2 separate regions of the Arachis hypogaea genome follow, and region 1 is linked to region 2. Evidence: chromatin contacts called from public Hi-C data. All regions are on one chromosome and are shown on one strand. The core of a region is the stretch at or near the end of the contact, and the rest is flanking DNA. Distances in the headings are between cores, read along the strand shown.

Region 1 (4,516 bases), core at 874-3,373, 610 kb before region 2:
CATGCGCGGGATATACTGGTTGATTGACTTGTAGAGATTTGCATAATGTAATTTTTCTCATATAATACAATGTTATGAATTATAGCTGATAAATTTAGTACGGTTGAACAATACACTGAGAATTATAGTTGATGTATCAATACACTTTGTTTATGTTTTGAATTATATTGACTTGCTTGTTTATAGTACTTTTCTTAGTTTGATAATACGATGAATTTGTTTATTTTTGAAGTATTATAAATATTCGAATACAAATTAGACAAAAATTTGTATTTATTAAATTTATATTTATTTTGTATGAAAATAGGTTTATTTTGTAATTAAAAAATCTAAAAAAAAATTATTTTACCTTACTAACAGATTTACAGACAGATTTTCTATCTGTATTCAGAGTTTGGAGTGATTTTTCAAGGCTCCAATTACCGACAGAAAATCCGTCAAAAAATCTGTTGCTAATTACCGACGGAAAATCCGTCTCTAATTACCGAGGAAAAATTTGTCAAAAAGTTCGACGTTTCAGGGAAATAGAGGGGAGAATTTACCGAGAAAAAATTTGTCGGTAACTGGTAAAAATCCGTCGGTAATTTTCCGACGAAAAAATCCGTCAGTAAATAATTTCCAACGAGGCTTTTACAGAGGGACAAAATCCGTCGGTAATTTCGTCGGTAACCAAAAATCCGTCTGTAATAAAGACTAAATCTATCTGTATTAAGCAATTTTCTAGTTGTGCCCTCGCAAATAGAAGAAAGCTGTCGCTGCGTCGGTCAGAGATTTATCATCCCTTCTCCGTGATGGAATCAGCCGCAGTGGCAACCACTGCCTTCATTGCCGTTCACGCAGGGGCGCTCGTGAAAGAAGAATTAGTGAGGAAGACGCTCGCGCCATCCACGCAGTGCATCCCCCACCTCGTCATCGTCATCGTCATCGCGGACTTTCCCCTCCATCCGCACGAGTCACAGGTTGCCGACGATGACTTTCTTCTTCTTCTTTTTCATTTCGGGTCTGTCGTGACTTCTTCTTCACCTTGTGCCTGTTGCTACGGCGACGCCTTTCTTCTTCTTTGTTTTGGATTTTTTCCTCTTTGATTTTAGAATTTTTTTTATAGTTTTGGATGTTTCTTTTTTAAGTTATCAGATGTTTCTTTTCTAATAATTTTGGATGTCTCATTTTATTAAATTTTGGACTTTTTTAAATATTTAGATTTATTTCTAAAATTTTGATATTTTTTCATTAAGTTTTGGATATTTCTCATGATAATTTGAATTGATGTTCTTTCCAAAAATTTTTTTAAAAGGTTTCGGTTATCTTGTTTTTTGCTAGGTTTTGTTATGTTTTGGATTTTTTCTTGTTTGGTTTTGCATTATTCTTTTTATTGGTTTTTGATGTTTCTTTTTCCTAAGTTTTGGATATTTTTTTCTTATGTTTCGATTTTTTTTTGTTTTGTTTTGAATTTTGGATGATTTTTTAAATAATTTTAGATGTTTTTTCTTAATTTTTTCATATTTTTTAAATATTTTTTAGATGTCTCATTCTATTATGTTTTGAAATTTTTAAAATAATTTTGAATATTTCTTTTTTGTTAGGTTTTAGATTTTTTTAATTACGTTTCAGATTTTTTCTATTAAAAATTTTTAAAATACTTTTAGAATTTTTTTGAAATAAATTGTAACATTTTTAAGATGATTTTGAATTTTTAAAATTAATTTAAAAAATTATAAGATGATTTTAGAAATAATTTTGGAATTTTTTAAATAAATTTTAGAATTTAAAAAATAATTGAATGTTTAAAATAAATTCTAAAATTTTAAAAATGATTTTGAAATATTTAAAATAAAATTTTAAAATAATTTTACATAATTGTTATTATTAAGATTAAATTTTTAAAAATTTTAAATTTTTTTTATTAAATTTTAAATATTTTTTATGATAATTTGAATTTACATTCTTTTTGAACAAATTAAAAAGAAAAAATAAAAAAACTACTAATGGCTACAATCAACTGCACCTTTTGTTGGTTCTCTATTCGGATGGTAAGAATTATGATTGATTAATTAGTTAGCAAAGAGAAGTTTCCTAGAAAACCATGACCACTAGATATATGTGTGGATGGCGGGTAGTGTTAGACAATCAACTTGTGTTCTCGGCTTCTCGCTTTCTTAGTTTGGCACAAGACAGAGAGAACAAGTGCCCCATACCTTAGCATGCAAGCTACCAAACCAATTTGCCACTATCTGCAAATGAGGAGTGTTAGAGGTCAGTAATTTTTATATTTTATAATCATTAATTGGTTATTAATAATATTTTTAATGGTATGAGATTACATTTAATAATAAAAGATCACTCACTTTTTTTTTGATAATTAAATACTAACCACAAAATATAAAAATTGCTGGCCCTAAACCTTTTCGTATGCAAATTCAAACCGCGTCATGCATCAACCCCTTCGGCGTTCTCCTTATTATTTGTCTTCCATCTTTCCCCTTTTCAACTTCCCATTAGGTCCCTTCTTCTCTAGGGCCCACTCACCACCACAAACACTTCCCCACTCATATTACATCATATTCTTCCTCTTCTTACTTTCTTTTCTTTTCTTTTTGTATTATAAAATTATAACTATAGTCAATAGTTGTATATTTAAATAACTAAAAAGTGTTAACTGCACATTAAAATTAATTATTATATATCTATGTATAAATATGTATTTTAATTTATTTTTAATATATATTTTATATTTTAATATATATTTTACATAAATAATTAAATTTAGTGTACACTTAGTTTAGTAATGATCATTAAATCAGTGCTTCATTTTATATACTTATTCTACAACATTAAGTAGGGTATATACATAATTTCCCTCTCACAATCTTCCATTCCCCTTCATTTGAAATCTAGTACTCATTAATATTAATCCGAATATATGCTTCCCTAGCTTTTTCAGCTTTCAACGGCCACCCTTAACCCCATATATATATATATATAATGAATTAACCACTATATATCAACCATAAAACACAAATAAACACTTATTTATGCAAACCACAAAACTCATAAAGCAATAAAGGCATCCTTATCTTTATCTTAAAAAAGAGAGCTAAAGTGATAATAATTCGCGTCTTTATAATTGTTTTCAAACTCAATCGTTCTCCATGCCATGATGAGGATGATGGCAATATAAATGTAAGAAACGTAACACACCCCAACCCCATAACATAAAACGGTTTTTGGTTGTTTGTTGTTTGTTGTGTTGTCCTTTTTTAGCACTTGTTTTTGTGACACACATATTAATAAAGTTTGAAAGAAGAAGAAAAATGGAACGTGGGGTTGTGGATGGCATAATCAACAGGCTTCTAGAAATAAGAGGCAAACCGGGGAAGCAAGTGCAGCTTTCTGAGGCTGAGATCAGGCAGCTATGCCTTGTCTCCAAGGACATCTTCTTGAGACAACCTAACCTTTTGGAACTTGATGCACCAATCAAGATCTGTGGTATGTTTCTCTTCCTAAGTATGAAATAGTGATGACTATGGCAAAGCAGAATAACTACTAATTGCAATTATTTCAATGAACCAGGGGATATCCATGGTCAATATTATGATCTTCTGAGAATCTTTGAAAATGGTGGCTTCCCACCTCGTTCCAATTACTTATTCTTAGGAGACTACGTTGATCGCGGAAACCAAAGTCTTGAGACAATATCTCTTCTTCTAGCATACAAAATCAAATACCCTCAGAACATTTTCCTCCTCAGGGGAAACCATGAATGCGCTTCCATAAACCGTATCTACGGTTTCTACGACGAATGCAAGAGAAGATACAGTGTGAAGCTGTGGAAAACATTCACGGATTGCTTCAACTGCTTGCCCGTGGCGGCTCTTATCGACGACAAGATACTCTGCATGCATGGTGGACTCTCCCCTGAATTGCACAACTTGAACCGGATAAGGACTTTGCGCCGTCCGGTCCAAGTGCCCGACAGTGGTCTGCTATGTGATCTTCTCTGGTCTGATCCCTGCGGAGACATTCAAGGCTGGGGAGGAAGCGAACGCGGAGTTTCGTGTACTTTCGGCCCTGATAGGGTCACTGAGTTTCTGAGGAAGCATGATCTTGATTTGATCTGTAGAGCACATCAGGTTTCGTATTCTATATGACTCGGTTTACAATCTATTTGTGACATATATTTTGTATTGTTAAATCAGTCACCATATATTTGTGTTAAATTGTATTGTTTAACTCATTTTCAATATATATTTTGTATTTTAATATATGTTCTATATAGATGACTAATTTAGTGGCTAATATTTTGCGGACATATAGCGTGGTAACTGTCTCAAGACAGAACATAAATACAAATTTGAGGATTGTGATGTGGTAAGTGTGTTTCATTGTGCAGGTGGTGGAAGATGGATATGAATTCTTTGCTAATAGGCAACTTGTGACAATCTTCTCTGCACCAAATTACTGTGGGGAATTTGACAATGCTGGTGCTATGATGAGTGTTGATGAGACACTTGTGTGT
Region 2 (4,736 bases), core at 2,090-4,589:
CAAACAAAATATACACACAGTGATACATATAATACTTTTCTAATTTTTACTAGGGCTTTTTTTATACGAAAATATATATTAAAGTTGGGCTCAAGCCCAGCCCATTAACGAGAGAACAGTTTGCAAGTCGATGATTTTCTTTTTTTGTTTTTGTTTTTCACTTCCCATGATAGATTGACATTGAAGTGTTAAAAAGGAAGCATGTATACCTTTTCATTTCAACTCTAGACATCACAGAGGAAGAGATTTCAGTACTCAGAGCAGTTCATGAATCCATCAAGACAGATGAACAATATAAGATTGTTTGGGTTCCAATAGTTGAAGAATGGACCGAGAATCTTCGAAAGAAATTCGAGGTTCTGAAGGCTAAGATGCAATGGTATGTGGTTCAACACTTGGGAAGCATAGCAGGCTACAAGTACATCAAGGAGGAATGGCACTTCAAGAAGAGTCCCATGGTTGTGGTTTTGAACCCTCAAGGCAAGGTTCAGCATACAAATGCATTCCATTTGATTCAGGCTTATGGAATGAAGGCCTTTCCCTTTACCTCTGTGGAAGAGGAGAGAATTCACAATGAAATTCATTGGGTTGGTCCTGTGGTTGGTGATATTCACTCCAACATTGACACTTGGGTAAGCATATATTTATATATTGGTCACAATAATAGCATTGATAATTTTTATAGTATAAATATCAACAACCTACTATATTATCCTTCCTAAGTTTATTTTTCAACGTTTTTTCCCAAGTAAGAAGTGTTTTATTTTTTGTCAGTTAAACAAATCTTAATTCTCTTTTTAATATATTTTATTTCAGTGACTTAGATACTTTCTATATTCCTTATTTTTCTGGGAGTGCATTACTGCATTAGCATTCGCCTCTTTCTAGTTTAAAGATAATATATAAAAAGAAACAAAAAGAGAATAATATAGGAGTCACTACCTTAGGAGTTAGGACTAATTTTCTGTTTTCTCTAAGATTTGCCATGAAATCAATATTGGTAATAATGTATTGCTAATCACTCTGTGAATGAATCAACAGATAAGAGAGCAGAAATACATATTCTTCTATGGAGGCAAAGACAAAGAATGGATCCAACAATTCAGCAAGACTGCTGCAGCGCTTGCAAATGATCCTGTCATAAAGGACTTAAGAATTTCCATAGAACTCTTCTGTGTGGAAAAGGAAGACAAGAACCTGTTCAGCCGCTTCTGGAACCGTATAGAGAGCTTGTTTGTGACGAAGGCTCATAAGGCAGTTGATAGTGCGAAACAAGAAGTGCAGAGAATGCTGTGTTACAAGTACGAGAGCGGATGGGCCCTGCTCAGCAAAGGGTCGTCGGTGGTGGCGAGCGGCCACGGAAGCACAATCCTGAAGACTGTGACGGAGTTTGAGAAGTGGAAAGAGGTTGTGAGGAAGAAGGGGTTTGAGACTTCATTCAGAGAGTATCATGAGAGGATTGTGCGCTCCACTCACAGGTGCGCACAGTTTGAGATTCAAAACATTGCTGGCAAGTTACCTGAGGCCATAAAATGCCCTGATTGTCCCAGGATTATGGACATTTTCATAACTTATAAGTGCTGCCACAATGACAATAATAATGTTGTTATCAGTAGTAATGATGCACATTAGAAACTTTCATTTTGTTAATTATGAGATGCAACTCTGAGGGAAATTGTTCCTAGTGTGTCCATTAAAATAAGAGCAATTGTGTGTTTTTTCATGTATTCTGTACGTTGCTGCTTATCTTGAGTGTTGGAACTGAATTGAATTAAGGTTGATCTTTATCTTACTACACTAAAGTTGCAAATATCTTTATACTATATCTTAATAGGTACTTATTTGCTGTTAATTCAGCCTTTTGTTTAATAAATGTGTATTAGAATTTATATTTTAAGTCTTGAAAATAATAAATTTGTTTTTATGAATAAAAGTTTTTATGATAAATTCTTTTCAATACACATTATATATTACATAGGAAGTATTTCAAGCGTATGATAATTTTAAATATTCTAGTATTTTTAGTCATTAATCTCAATCATAATACCTAAAACTGTAGAATACTTGAAAACGTTTTCTATTACATAAAGTAGATATTACCTTGTTTTTTTCATATTATTAATTATACTGTTATGAGATGTGTGTCTACAAATCAAGATCCTAATCAGAAACAGTACTTCATTTACTTTTGTGTCATAGCTTTTTTTTAATTTCATAAAATTATTGTGTTTCAGAAAGAAAAGATTGCTTGGTCTCGCCTCCGCTGCTGGAACCAGCTTAAGGAGGCTCTGGAAAAAGGATTCATAAATAATGAACCCATGAAGAGTCACAAGACAGTAACTAATAAAATTTCCTTTGCACATGCATGAAGATTCCACCAACTTTTGTTTATTTATTTACGGTGGTAGTGGAGCAAGTGTAAATATATATTTATTATGTGGAGGTCTTAGATGCAACATAAGCTAGAAGGTACAAGCTAGGCACATAAAGCCAAGGACATAAGCTAGGACTACTCCACAAGACATTGTAATTTGTAAACCAGGGGATGGAAGTAGGTAACTTCACCGATTTATATAGTCTATAAATAGGCGTTGTGATTTGTGACATTGTTTATTAATGTGTCAAGTATAGATTTGTGACTTCATATATACGTAGTAATTAAGAGTAAATATATAGTGTAAGAGATTATAATCTGTCCACTTATTAGTTAAGTATTTTCCGTTTTCTGATGCATGCAACTTATATTATCATTCAGATCTTTCCAAGAGTATTATTCCATTCCTCTGCTACCTAATACATTGGCGTTAATGATTTCATCAAAAAGTAAGGCTGCTAGAGCCTTCATTCAAAATCCTCGTTCTTGAATCTTCAGCATAGTACCATTTAAAATGGTCTAAAATTTTCAAACACACGAGTAATGACACAAGAACATACGTTAAGAGACCACAAAAGACAAGAAAAAGGAAACTAAGCCAAACACATAAACTAGCAATGACAGCCTATATAATCACTGATAATCATAATTTCCTAAAAATTTCATCGCAACCCACTTGAAACCTACCCCCAACAAATTCCTGGTTTATGCCCCTCAGAAAATAGGAAAACAATATATAAATAAAATAAGATAATTGCAATTTGCAAAGCCTATGTTTTTTACTAATGCTTGGTCATCAATGACTTCAGAATTCCATTAAACTTCTTGTTATACGTTTCTTATGTGCTTCGTATTGGGGCAGTTTCATACATTTATTTATTTTTATTGAATGTTATTGTTGTTGAGATCAAGTCTCAGAGTTGAAGTTTACCATAAATATATAATATTAACAACATTTAAACTCATTATCTGAAAATATTAAGAATCTACACTTCTAGTTATAAAGAAGAGAATTAGCTAGAATTAATTCAAATGTAAAACAAAAATAGAAAAAAAGTATTGGCTATCTAAAATTTTGCATGCATCAATATTCAATGGTCGAAACTCAGGTGCAGTCGACTTTACGTGAAGTTGATAGTTGAGAACCGTTAAATGAAAATTTAGTCAAATTAATAAAATCATTTAACCGCTCTCAGTTACCAATTTTACGTAAAATCGATTGCACATGAGTTTCCGGCATATTCAATACACAATTGAATGTCTGTGAATTTTTTTTATGAAAATTGAATTATACTTATTATTGTAAATATTTACTTAAGTAATTGATTGAAGATTTTTCTCCTAAGTTGATCCACAGAATTTCTTTTCCAAAGGCCAAAAGTAAAGTTTTTAACAAATGACTTTGAATTAAAGATAAAGAAAAAAAATCAATCAAGAATGTTTGAATGAATTAATCATATCATTTTACTAATTAATAAATGAAATAAAAATATATTTCTAAAACTTTGTTACCTTGCTCAAGCATATCTTTCATGCTATAAATAAGCTAATAAGGGAGTACAATCATCAAGTATAAGCAGGGTGCAGCAAGAAATCAATCAAGCTAAGGAGGACCATAATGGCTCATCATCATCATAAGCTGTCACTGAAGTCTCTACTCCATCATCACAATCACAAAGAGGAGAAGGAGCATAATCCATTAGCCATGTCGGACGAGCACATCTTGGAATTAATCTACTCAACTCATGTTCATAGTGACACTAAGTTTGAGGTCGATCCTCTCTTCACTCTTGTCCACAATACCCTTATCCGTTCAACCTCCATTTTGGACGACCTTGTGCAGGTTCATTATATTTTCTTCTTTCTAATTAGATTTCATTATCTATTTCCCAATGTTTCCGTTTATTTTATGCTACGTTCTTTGATTGTCCTATATATAATATATGTATATCCACTTGTGATAAATCCTCTGGCAGGGTTCCAAATCAAGCATGGAGGAGATTGATGAAAAGATTCTCCAACCCAATTTCAATTCACCTTATTGCACACTCAAGCAAATTTCATTTGAGGTAATAATTCACTTTTTTTTTTCTTTAATTGGATGTTGAATCAACTAAGTCACTTACTCTTATTTATATTTATATATATCATAAAACTATTTTTCTACAAAATTTATAGTTATATCTATAATATTTTATTTCACACAAGATCTCTTTTGAATTAACATAAATTTTTTGGATATATTTTCTTTTTTTAAACTTGCAAAAGCAATTACATGAATAGTTATATGTCTCTAGTAATATTATTATGACGTGGCAGATGTGTTGCAAGGCTGCCGGTGAGGAAACTGCTCACGAAACTG

What was found. Hi-C and Micro-C count contacts between places; a contact is called where the count stands out from the background.
Region 1: a Hi-C map of leaf shows a contact between it and region 2, with 3 times the contacts expected there. The contact joins the promoter of LOC112777313 here to the promoter of LOC112779436 in region 2. A contact is called at or near these places in 2 of 8 Hi-C or Micro-C datasets (both in leaf).

Annotation. Positions count from the first base shown.
Region 1 is chr19:127,518,089-127,522,604 of arahy.Tifrunner.gnm2.J5K5, reverse strand. It overlaps LOC112777313 (serine/threonine-protein phosphatase PP1 isozyme 2), which reads left to right and starts at 2,123. Exons shown (of 4, transcript XM_025821658.3): 1 at 2,123-3,486; 2 at 3,571-4,130; 3 at 4,391-4,516. The coding sequence starts at 3,312.
Region 2 is chr19:126,909,186-126,913,921 of arahy.Tifrunner.gnm2.J5K5, reverse strand. LOC112779436 (protein SIEVE ELEMENT OCCLUSION B) reads left to right here and starts at 3,339. Exons shown (of 7, transcript XM_025823702.2): 1 at 3,339-4,217; 2 at 4,351-4,443; 3 at 4,694-4,736. The coding sequence starts at 3,993. It overlaps LOC112778714 (protein SIEVE ELEMENT OCCLUSION B), which reads left to right. Exons shown (of 8, transcript XM_072228044.1): 6 at 174-632; 7 at 1,042-1,478; 8 at 2,235-2,696. The coding sequence ends at 2,307.